Linked DNA regions of Mus musculus: all the other regions are linked to region 2. The links are chromatin contacts, called in public Hi-C and promoter capture Hi-C maps. All regions are on one chromosome and are shown on one strand. The core of a region is the stretch at or near the end of the contact, and the rest is flanking DNA. Distances in the headings are between cores, read along the strand shown.

What was found. Promoter capture Hi-C pulls out the DNA fragments that hold promoters and counts their contacts. A called contact is a pair of places that touch in the nucleus more often than the background predicts.
Region 1: a Hi-C map of B cells shows a contact between it and region 2, with 7 read pairs. The contact joins the promoter of Med4 here to the promoter of Nudt18 in region 2. A contact is called at or near these places in 1 of 39 promoter capture datasets (pre-B cells), 1 of 484 Hi-C or Micro-C datasets (B cells) and 1 of 115 datasets of contacts at active chromatin or transcription factors (astrocytes).
Region 3: a contact with region 2 is called in a promoter capture Hi-C map of liver, with 4 times the contacts expected there. The contact joins the promoter of Cysltr2 here to the promoter of Nudt18 in region 2. A contact is called at or near these places in 2 of 39 promoter capture datasets (liver and pre-B cells).
Region 4: a contact with region 2 is called in a promoter capture Hi-C map of liver, with 6 times the contacts expected there. The contact joins the promoter of Fndc3a here to the promoter of Nudt18 in region 2. A contact is called at or near these places in 2 of 39 promoter capture datasets (liver and pre-B cells) and 1 of 115 datasets of contacts at active chromatin or transcription factors (large pre-B cells).

Annotation. Positions count from the first base shown.
Region 1 is chr14:73,508,634-73,511,333 of GRCm38.p6, forward strand. It overlaps Med4 (mediator complex subunit 4), which reads left to right and starts at 1,416. Exons shown (of 7, transcript NM_026119.3): 1 at 1,416-1,552; 2 at 2,522-2,588. The coding sequence starts at 1,428.
Region 2 is chr14:70,576,520-70,579,219 of GRCm38.p6, forward strand. It overlaps Nudt18 (nudix (nucleoside diphosphate linked moiety X)-type motif 18), which reads left to right and starts at 1,305. Exons shown (of 3, transcript NM_153136.5): 1 at 1,305-1,591; 2 at 2,393-2,606. The coding sequence starts at 1,430.
Region 3 is chr14:73,047,677-73,050,376 of GRCm38.p6, forward strand. Cysltr2 (cysteinyl leukotriene receptor 2) reads right to left here and starts at 1,438. Exons shown (of 5, transcript NM_001162412.1): 1 at 1,360-1,438; 2 at 848-952.
Region 4 is chr14:72,708,656-72,711,355 of GRCm38.p6, forward strand. Fndc3a (fibronectin type III domain containing 3A) reads right to left here and starts at 1,348. Exons shown (of 26, transcript NM_207636.2): 1 at 1,063-1,348.

The DNA of each region.
Region 1 (2,700 bases), core at 166-2,665, 2.9 Mb after region 2:
CTCTGAGCCATCTCTCTAGCCCTACACTATTTTCTTGAATGACAGTTTACACTATTGATTCATTCATTTCAACAGTCACCTTGAATAAAGAGCAGAGCAGTTTGTTGGAAGATATACAGGCCTAAAGATGAGTTCCGAAAACCAAGAAGGTAACCCAGCTAAATGCCATCTGATAGGGGGTACGGTTAGCACATACAGGAAGTATTATTCAGACTTCAAGGGAGGGGTATTCTGGCACCTATTCCAATGTACATGAACCATGATAGCATTATGCTAAATGAATCAGCCTGCTATAGGGGCTCAGCATTCAGTAGGCTGTAATGAGAAAGTGAGTTCCTTCTTAGTTTAGGACTAGTTTACACAACAAGATTCGGTCTGAAAAGAAGGAAAGAAAGAAAGAAAGAAAGAAAGAAAGAAAGAAAGAAAGCAAGCCAACCAAACAAAGCCCAAATCCCCCAAAACCAAAAAATAATAACAAGCAAACCCCCAAGCCCCAAACTAGAACATGTGATTCTACTCATTCAAAATGCATAGAATAGCCAGACAAACAGAAAGTACAGTGTGGTTTTCAGGAACGGGAAGTCAGACCTTCATGAGCACACCTTTTTTACATTTTACAAGTTGAAGAGTTTTGGGGATGTTATTTAGCCGCAATTTTTTGTTTGTTTGTTTTGTTTTGAGACGAGGTTTCTCTGTGTAACCCTGGCTGTCCTGGAAGTCACTCTGTGACCAGGCTAGTCTCTAACTCAGGAGATCTGCCTGCCTCTGCTTCCTTGAGTGTTGGGATTAAAGGCATGCCTCACAACTGCCTTGCTTAACAGCAATTTAGTGGCAGTGAACCCTACACATACAATGGTTAAGATACTGAATTTTAGTAGCGGGGCATGGTGGTACACCCCTTTAACCCCAGGACTCGAGATGCAGGCAGATCTCTTGAGTTCGAGACCAGCCTGGTCTATAGGCCAATTATATGTATTTTGCTACCAAACAACGGAATGGGGAGGGAAGAAAAGATTTTACTTCCTGCTCTAAGTTTACTACAACTTCACGAGAGACCAAACTTGATGGCTGGGATTTTATCGGAATACAGACAAAATAGAAGTTAATAATTATGTAATTTCCCCAGTTTAAAAAAAAAATCTTTTGTTAGAAGCCTTCCACTGATGCTGAGGAAATAAAACCCAGGAGACTGGGAACTGCATCTCTCATCCTGGGTCCGGTTGGAGCATGTCAGATTGGAACGAGTCACAAGCCCTCCTTTGCCCTGTAGATGGCGCTAGAACTGTAGTGCACCTCCAGGCACATAGGCGGCGCTCTAGCCGGACCTCTCCGTCCCGACCTCTATTACTCTTCTTTCCTTCTTCCGGTTCCGCCCCTCCTGTGGCTAGCTCACACTGCGCATGCGACGGCTGGTGGTCAGCGGGGCGATGGCGGCTTCTTCAAGTGGTGAGAAGGAAAAGGAGCGGATGGGAGGCGTTTCGGGAATGGCCGGCCTTGGCAGTACGCGAGAGCGGCTTCTGTCTGCGCTGGAAGATCTGGAGGTCTTGTCGAGGTAACCGCGGCCCGGGAGCCTGCTCCGGCCGGCTCGGCTGTGGGCGCTGACTTGGGTAGGCGGGCTTGGGAGGCTCCGTTGGACGTGGGGTCTAGGGCCTTCGGGGGCTTTGGGCCGCATTTCCCCGCCAAGGGGACATCTCAGTCACATGACCTGGAAACCAAGGCAGTCAAAACTTTAGTAGCCGGTAAGAGGGGCAGATCCGAGCCCCCTCAGTCATTGACACGCAACAGACATTTAAAAGCACGCTTCCCCCCAGTAGTCAAGGGGAGGCTAGATGCCAACACGAAGGAGCCCAGGGTGACAGGAGAGACAAATGTGTTAAAACGCTATGGACCAGATTTCTAAGGGTTGAGCCGCAGCCTCCTGCAGTCCACCGATGGGATTCCTATTCTGGTGGTAGCAGGGCACACGTCCCCAAGAAATGGGCTGCTAGTCAAATCAGATTTGTTAGGCGTCTGATAGATAGCCCATCATCTGAAAAAGCCTGGAAACATCAGGCAGGGCACAGTGGGGTTGGCTGGTGTGTGGCCGAGATAGAGTAAATTGGATGTCACACTCCACATCGTCGTGATAGTCTTAAATCTATCAGTTGAAGTCTTATCAAGGGAAGGCAGCCATGGCCACCGTCTTACAAGAAAACATAATTTACACAAATGGCAGCACTATTGGCCTACAGACCTACATAGTTGAGTCAGGAGGTTTTCTTGTAAATCACAGCTGAGTCTTTATCACGTGCAGTTAGCCAGCGAATGCTGAAGTGTTTGTAGTCACCATGAGAGTCCAGCATGTTAGGAGGACCATAAACCCAACAATCGGTTGGGGCAGGGAGCAATTTAAACAGTTTCTTTTGTGTTTCTACTGTGTTATGAAAAGGTTTCACTAGATATCTGAGGCTGGTCTGAGTCCTCCCAAACACTGAGTTTACAGGCAAGTATCACCATACCGTGATGGGTGTTTTTCTTTTAGGGAACTCATAGAAATGCTTGCAATTTCAAGAAATCAGAAGCTATTACAGCTGGAAGAGGAAAACCAGGTAAACTTTTTGTTGTTGTTTGTTTGTTTTTTATTAAAAAGTTATTAATGCCGGGCAGTGGTGGCTCGCACCTTCAATCCCACCACTTGTGGGGGAGTGGCAGGTGGATCTC
Region 2 (2,700 bases), core at 55-2,554:
ACTCAGGGCCTTGTGTATGCTAGGTAAATACTCTACCGCTGAGCTATACTCCCCAGTTTCACGGTGTGTGTGTTCTTGTATGTGCAGGTGTGCTCTATGGACTATGGCTTTGAGACCCTACCTGGAGAACAGGTGGGCTGCCTGGTGACGGTGTTCAGATAGTGCATGGCTTCTCCCAAGCTCTCTTGGCTTCTCAACAAGTATGGAAAAGGAGGGCTGTTACAGACCTACTGTACAGATGAGGACATTGAGGCCACCCAGGGCACAGAGCACGTCAGTCAGCAGAGGCTGGATGTCTGGCTTTTAAACTCCAGAGCTTTGTCAGTACCATCAAGCCACTGTCCCCCAAAGGAGGTACACAGAGCCAGCAGTGGGGGAGGAAAGGGAAGTCTGGGATGGGGTGAGGAGCCCAGACTTGGCCTGCTTTGTGGATTCCTCTCAGCTGGCCCTGCCTTCCTGTCCTGAGTGGAGGTTAAAGAAGCTCAGAGGAAGAAAGGTCAGGCTGGGAGAGAAGCAGGAGCTGGCCAAAACAACCCACACCCTGTTCCTCATGACCAGGCCCTGGACGCTGGGTAGGAGGGCACCACCCCTGCCCTCTAAAGATGGAGTCTGTTTCAGAAGCCTGGGAAAAGCATTGGGCACAGGATCGGATGCAGGCTACAGTGCTGACTTCAATCTCCCTTTCATTCATCCCCCCCCCCCTTAGCTTCTTCTCATCCCCAGCCTTGTCCCACCTTGACCACCTGTCCCATCCCTCCTCTGAGGCTTGTCAATCACGTTCCCCATCCCCCACCCCACCCCCAAACCAATCCTTTAGCCTCGGACTCTTAAAATGCCCTGTGTCCATCGACCTAGACAGATCAGAATTTCTAACGCAACGTTATGTGCCTGAGCCATACCACATTCAGAGCATTTTAACGAAGTCAGAAAGTTATTTGGGGCCTATTCGTCGTGAGCACTTCTGTGGTTCGTTTATGATAAAAGCTGGACAGTGGGAGCGAACGGCGGAGTCTGGGCTTCCGTAATGTCATCGGACGAGTGACGCCATCGACCCTGGTCACAGTGGTGTTCATCACCCTACAGGCAGGATGACATCACCGTCGGAACCCGCGCGGACAAGTGCGTGCTGGGTGAATTAGCTAATCGCTAGGGAGAGTGTGAAGTGAGGCTGAAACCCAGGAGAGGAGGGGGCAGAGGGAGGATCCCGGCGCCCCGCCCTCCCGATAACCGCTGCGAGCTGGCCAATCCGGGCAGGCCGCAGTGACGCGCAGCCTATCAGCGACCAGGTCTCTCCCGGAGGTTCCGTGTTAGTCTTGGCCCTCAAGTCAGGGGAGGGGGCGAGGGCGCCGCGGCCCACCGCAGCTCAGGTCCCGGCCGCTTGCCTCCGGGGGTCTGGCAGGTCCCGGCTTGCCACCTCCCCGGAGACTTGATGGCCACGGAGGGCCTGGCAGGGGCGCTTGCCACCGTGCTGGGGGGAAAGGGGTTGCTGGTGCAGAGCTGTGACTCGGAGCCGGCTGGGAAGCCGCTGTTTCCCGTGCGGCTGCGGAAGAATGTCTGCTACGTGGTGCTGGCCGTGTTCCTCAACGAGCAGGTGAGCGTCCGACCGGCCGCTGGCCTTCGGCTGGTCTCGGGAGCGTGCCGCCTGCCCTGATCTGAACAGGCGAGCCAACGGCCGCTGCCTGTATGTGGCGCTTCCCAATGTTGCAAAGCACTCTCAACACTAGCAGCTGAGCTGAGATCGTCCTTCTGTAGACTCTATAATATGGAAGGAGAAGCCGAGGTCCCGGGGCGGTTTATCTCATCCACTAGACCTCGCCCCCCACCAGGAGAGGCCTGTAATATGCCCCCTTCCTTTCCAGGAGTCTAGACTCTCCCGGCGCCTCGGGAGAGTAATGGGGAGCTTACATGCAGGCCTCCGATCCTGTGAGAGTTCTTTTTAGTGATCACTTCTGCACAAGTCAGCGTTATAAAATCCTGGCCAAGAAGGGGTAGGTTGGTATAGGGGTGGAGCTAAGTTTCAAAGCCTCAGACCCTAGATTGAGGACTTGACACAGGCGGTTTGTAAGTCCCATGGGAACAAGAGCAAGACAGTGGCATAAATGAGTCAGTATAGGAGTGGTGGCAACCTTCAGGAGGAAGCCTCCTAGAGCAACGCCCAAGGTCCTCAGCCCCTTTCTACAACAGAAGTCCCTCTGGGTTTGAGTTACAGCAAAGCGGAGACAGCCACTGCTTTCAGCCATATCAGGGCCTGACTCCTGAGGATCCAGCATCCTAAAGGTGTCTGTCTACCAAGAAGGGAGCTTTGGGCTGCCATCCAGGTAGGGGCTACTCTTCTGAAGCCCCCAGACTGGCTGGGTAGGAGTGAAGATTGTCTCACTTCCCTCCCTCCCAGGATGAGGTGTTGATGATACAGGAGGCCAAGAGGGAATGCCGGGGGACATGGTACCTCCCTGCAGGAAGAATGGAACCAGGAGAAACCATCGTGGAGGCCATGCAGCGGGAGGTGAAGGAGGAGGCAGGGCTGCTCTGTGAGCCAGTGACACTGCTGTCCGTGGAGGAGAGGGGCGCCTCCTGGATCCGCTTTGTGTTCCTCGCTCGACCAACAGGTATCCCCCACCTAGTGACATTTCTCACGGTCCCTCATCCATAGCCAGCCATACTGTGGGCTTCTGCTTATGGCCATTGACCTACTACGGGCTA
Region 3 (2,700 bases), core at 188-2,687, 2.5 Mb after region 2:
AGCTCAGGAAAGACTGATTCAGCCTGGGTTAATTAGTTACCCTTTATCTGTCTATCCTTTCTTAGGGGAGAAAGCAGAACACAGCTCTTATATAAATTCAGTCCATATTTTCCTTAGAGGGATAAGGATCCAGTGAAAACAATTTCTCTTGAAAAGCAGGGTGAGACATTAGATCCAGTCTTAGCCATCTTCTATACCTGTGGTATGTTTGTAACTTGGCACACATCTCTTGAATGACCTTACAAGGTTGTGAAACCAAAGAAATATGACAGCCTTGACAGGTACTAGCACACAGTGAGCTTAATGGTAACATATTTAGAACCTTCTAGAGTCTCTGCTTCTCTAGTTCCTACCTTCCCAAGCCATGGAAACAAATCTACTTACTTCAAGCATTAGTGAACTGAAGCTTCCGAGTATGGTCGCATCTCAAGGGTTGAAGTGGTTAAGGTAGATGACAAAGACTTCTAAAATTCTTATATGCCCCATAAATTAGCTCTATAAGCTATTTACAGAGTTAAAAAAAAAGACTTGCCTTTGATTGCATCTTCTTATTTCTTCATTCATATTACTCTCAGGTACATGTAAAAGACTAGAAAGTATTCAAACAGCTTATTTAACTTTTTTAACTGACTATTCATTAACATCACCTGGGAATTAATAGTAGACAAAAACACATTAAAGACTGGCCAATACCAGAAAATCCGTTTTTGAGGGGTTGTTTTCTAATCTCCTAAGATGAAGTGTTTCTGACTGAGGTGCAGCCCAAGCTAAAAATCGCCAATGGATGTTCCCAAATGAATGGGTTCCAAGCACACAGCCCTCCACACATGTGAATTCCCCAGTGTACCTCTGAACCAAATCACTGAAGTATGCCTTCTCAGATGGACTCTTCTCTCTTCCAAAAGCAAAGCTTCGGAGTAGAAAAAGGTCTTACAGAATAAAATGACCGAATCTATGCAAAATAGGAAAGAATCTAAATGGTAAAATCTATATGCTAAAAGAAGTGCCTCATATAGCAATTTACAATTACAATTTTATAGAATTCGTGGTAGTGTGGATAAAGTGCACGCTTTAAAGGAAAAAAATAATATCTGCTCTTATTTTATATATACAACTATGAGAGAAAGCTAAAAATTATATGCACCTCAAAAAGGAAGGAAATACCCCAACTGACAATCAAGCCTTGTGGTGGTATTTTCTACAGTCTACAATATTTTTGTACTTTTTCCAGTTTACCACATAAGATGGTAGAACAAACACTGATAGTTGAACAAATTAAGCTTACTTTCCACATGCCATTCCTGTACTCATCCTCAAAGCACAGTTCTCAGTAACAAATGAACACAAAGGGAAACCTACCTGTGCCTCTGCCTTCGGTCGCCCTGGCGTCTGCTCTGACTCCAGGCTTCTCGCCCCATAGAATGCAGCTTGTTTATTTAAAACAAAAGTGAAACAAACACTGTTTTATGAACAGTGTCAGCCAATAGCAAGGCGAGAAGTCACTTGGGTCAGCAGGACCTCAGCTTTGTGGCACTGTCATGGGTGTGGGTGCTTGAGTTCTTTCTTCAGAAGTCAGAGAATTTCCAGTTTGTGACTGTCAACCTCTTTCAAGTCACCCTAGAATTGCCCTGCCGCTAATGATTGGTTTTTGCTGGGGTTTTTCTTTTCTTTCTTTTCTTTCTTTCCTTCCCCCCCCCCCCCTTTCCATCGGGATCTTTTGCAGGATGTGATGGGCAGGGAGCTGGGGGGAGGGGGAGGTTAAGTGGCTGTTATTTCTCCAAAAGGGCTTCTGTTCCCATGCCCAACCCATCAGTGCAGCGCTCTGTAGCCTGCTTTAGAGCACTCTCACCACTCTCTGATGCTCTCACATTCTCACTTACTCCACTGAAAAGTCTCTGCAAAGGTCACCGATGGTCTCAAGGTTCATGTAATGTGTTCTTTCTCCGTTTTCCTCTTCCTTTCTCTCTTGTTTGAATAGCTAATTGTGGAGACTTGTTCTCAATCTGCCTCGCTCTTTTTTCCAACTTTCAGAATGGTTCGTTCTCCTTTGCCTCCTGAGACTGAGTGACAAATCTCTCCCACGGGTTCAGGTGCTTGAACGCTGGGTCTCCAGTCAGTGGTGTTATTCAGGGAGGTGGTGCAGCCTCACAGGAGGGGATGTGGCACCACCGGAAGTGGCCTGTGAGCATTTATCCCCTCAGTCCAGTTCTCATACTGCTCTCTCTGGTTCACATTTGCAGATACAGATGTGATCTCTCAGCTTCCTTCCCTGGGCACTCACCACCATGCCTCCCAGGTCATATGGACTGTCTGAAATTTAAATCCCAATAAATTCTTTCCTTGTGTTGCCATTGTTCCTGATATTTTACTATAGCAACAGACTAATACCTATTACACCCCCTTTTCAGATTGCTCATTTCCTATTAATTTTTCCAGGTGCAAGTTTTTCCTAAAGATTTCTGCCGTCTTTGTTTCTTCTTCTCTTGCCTATGTATAACTTATCCTCAGCGAAATCCATTTTAAAATCTATACTGCATCAAAATGACCCCAAATACTCAATATGATTTTGAAACAGAACAATTAACCTAAAATTCTCAAACTTCATAATTGCAAAACAACACACTACTTAGCAATTATAACAGTCTAGTTGTTTGGGTTTCTTTTTTTCCAATCAATGGCCTTTCTCTACAAAAAGGATAA
Region 4 (2,700 bases), core at 98-2,597, 2.1 Mb after region 2:
TGACATATGGCTCGGTTTTGACTGGCATATGTTTCGTACTGATACTGGCAAAAGCATAGTGATTCAAATATTACAGAAAAGCTTCAACTGCTCTTTCATTCTTACAACTCATCTTAGCCAAGAGGCTGAGAGGCGATGCTTATTTGCTTCTTACAACACGCACAAACTTGGGTTTCAAGAACTGAAACAGACCACAATAGGATGCAGCAACATCATTATGTGGCTCGGTGTTTTTTAAAGTCTACCCGTGAGCACTTCAAGATTATAATACAAAAAGAGGGAAAGCCTTGTCCGCCTGCCACTGTCAGTTAGTAGACGGACAGCCGAGAAGGTGCCCAAAGGAACTTACAGTCTCACTAAAATAAATAATCTCTAGCTCACCATCCTTAGCACCCTCAGCAATCTCTCTCTCTCTCTCCCTCCCTCTCTCTCTCTCTCTCTCTCTCTCTCTCTCTCTCTCTCTCACACACACACACACACACACACACACACGAATACCCCCCAATGCTTTTTATGAAAGGTGATAGTTTAATAAAACTACAATTACCTATCACACACGGTAAAAGCAGCAAGCGCTAGCGATCTGACGTCGAAATTACTCGCTCCTTTTCCTTCACCCAGCGCGTGCCGCCCTTTCCCAGAGTCGTGTCAAAAGTTCACCCACGCAGGCTGCCGAGCTGGGCGAGCACCGCAGCCTCCCTTCCTCCTCGCCACCGACCGAACAGGTGGTTGCCTTACCTGGGGAAGAGGAGCCGCCAGGCACCGGCTGCGGCGGCCGCCCGGGCGGCCAGGCAGGCGGGCGCAGACCCGAAGGGCGTGTTTTCGAGGATTTAACCCTCAGGTGCGCAGGCAGCGCTCCGCTGTCGCCGAGCCCCGGCAGGTGTCGCGCACGTCCCCGCCGCGTCCCGGGTCCGTCACCCCGCGGACGGCGCGGCCTCGCGTGGGGGCGTCGCCCGTCCGCCCGCCCTCCCCGACGGGCTCAGCCCTCCGGCGGCGCGGCCCGCAGCCCCAGCCTAACGGTTTCCCCGACGCGGGCTCCGGCGTCCCCCTGCCGGCTCTCACCTCCGAATCCCGCCGCTCCGAAGCGAAGGAAGGCGGATCCCCCACCCCGGGCGTCTCTCCTGCGAGGCTCCGGCTCGTCCTCTCACTCGCTTGGCGGTGGGCCGGGGCTCCCGCGGCCGCCGCTGCGCTGACTGCTGTGGAGGGGGGTTGTTGGGGAGGGGTGTTTCCCGGCAGTGACGGCGCCGCCGCCTCAGCCCCGCTCTTCGCTCCCTCTCCGCGTAGCTCCCGCTTTCTGTTTCACCCGAGGGACCGCGAATGCCGCCGCCGCCATGATTACTACGGAGCCGGGAGGAGGAGCCCGGAGTCGGCGCGCCCAGTGCGGCTGCGCGAGCCCCGCCGACGGCGCCCCCGGCCGCCTGGACCCGGAGCCCCCGCGCGCGCACACACACACACACACACACACACGAGCTCGAGCGCGCGCACCCGAACCCGCTCGCCCGCCGCCCCGCAAGCCGAGGCTTCCCGGGCCCGCAAGTGTGTGTGGCATGCGAGCTCCGGTGCCGCTCTCCCAGAGCCCGGGAACTGTGCGGATGATTGACGTATCCGGGGCCCCACACGCCATTCCGAATGCAGTTTAGAAAGCGCCCCCCACCCACCGCCCCCAGAGACGAACCGTGTCAGCCCCTCTCGGCAAGCCCCAGAACTTAGGATGCCGGCAGGTGCTTTTAGAGGCAAGCCCCGGACGGGGAAGCGCCCCGAAGTGGGCTCAGACCTTCCCACTCCCAGACGGTTAGAGCCCCGGCATTTTCTAGCACCCACGAAACAGATTTACGTCTTTCAGAAACGCACAGCTTAAAGGTTCTGGACTCGGACCAGCCGAATCTAGTGGAAACCCGTTACCTTGACGTCTGCCACCGCGGAGAGCGAAGCGGAGGCGGCGACAATTTCCTTAAGCCTCGAGCGATGGGGGGGCGGTGGGGGGGACGCTGCAGTAGCGCCTGAGGGCCGGCCCGGACTGCTTACTTTTGCAGTTTCACCGGAAGCCTTAGGGAGAGGGTCGTCTTTGGGAACCTGAGTCCTCCCCCTGTCCAGCCAAAACTGGTGACTGATGAAACCAGGTTCCACGTCTGACTTGTAGTTCAGTTTATTGGTTGCGCTGCGTTTTAAGGTGGCAATCTTTTTTTTTTTTTTAATCATTTGACAGAAATCTCTCGAAGATGTACGAATTTCTTACGTTCTTAAAAAAGAAAAAAACAAAACAGAACTGGATAATGAAATTCTTAGTGGATCATTGAATATCAAATAAGATACTCAGACAGTACCAAAGTCCCATGGGATTGCAGAGGTGTGCGCGAGTGTATAAAATCCCCACCTTGGTGCTGTTTTATTTGCAGTGTTCTTACTTTTCTTAAAGACCCCTCACTTGGCTTGTGTTCATCTGCCTGTACATCCACTTTAACCATTTCTATTTTCCTGTGGTGGTGTTTTTTAAGCCCCGCTTTCTTCCTTCTCCACCTACTTTTTGCTATGGCTGCAGGCAATGATTGATCCGATGTTTGTATCCACAGCTAGCTAATGAGAGGTTATTTTTCTTCCCGTCAACAAGTAGGATAGTGATTCTATCAAATTGCATCTTGAGATATTTGGGGGTTGGGGAGAGGGGGCAAAAGTCCTTTCCCTGAGAGAAATGTTTCATTT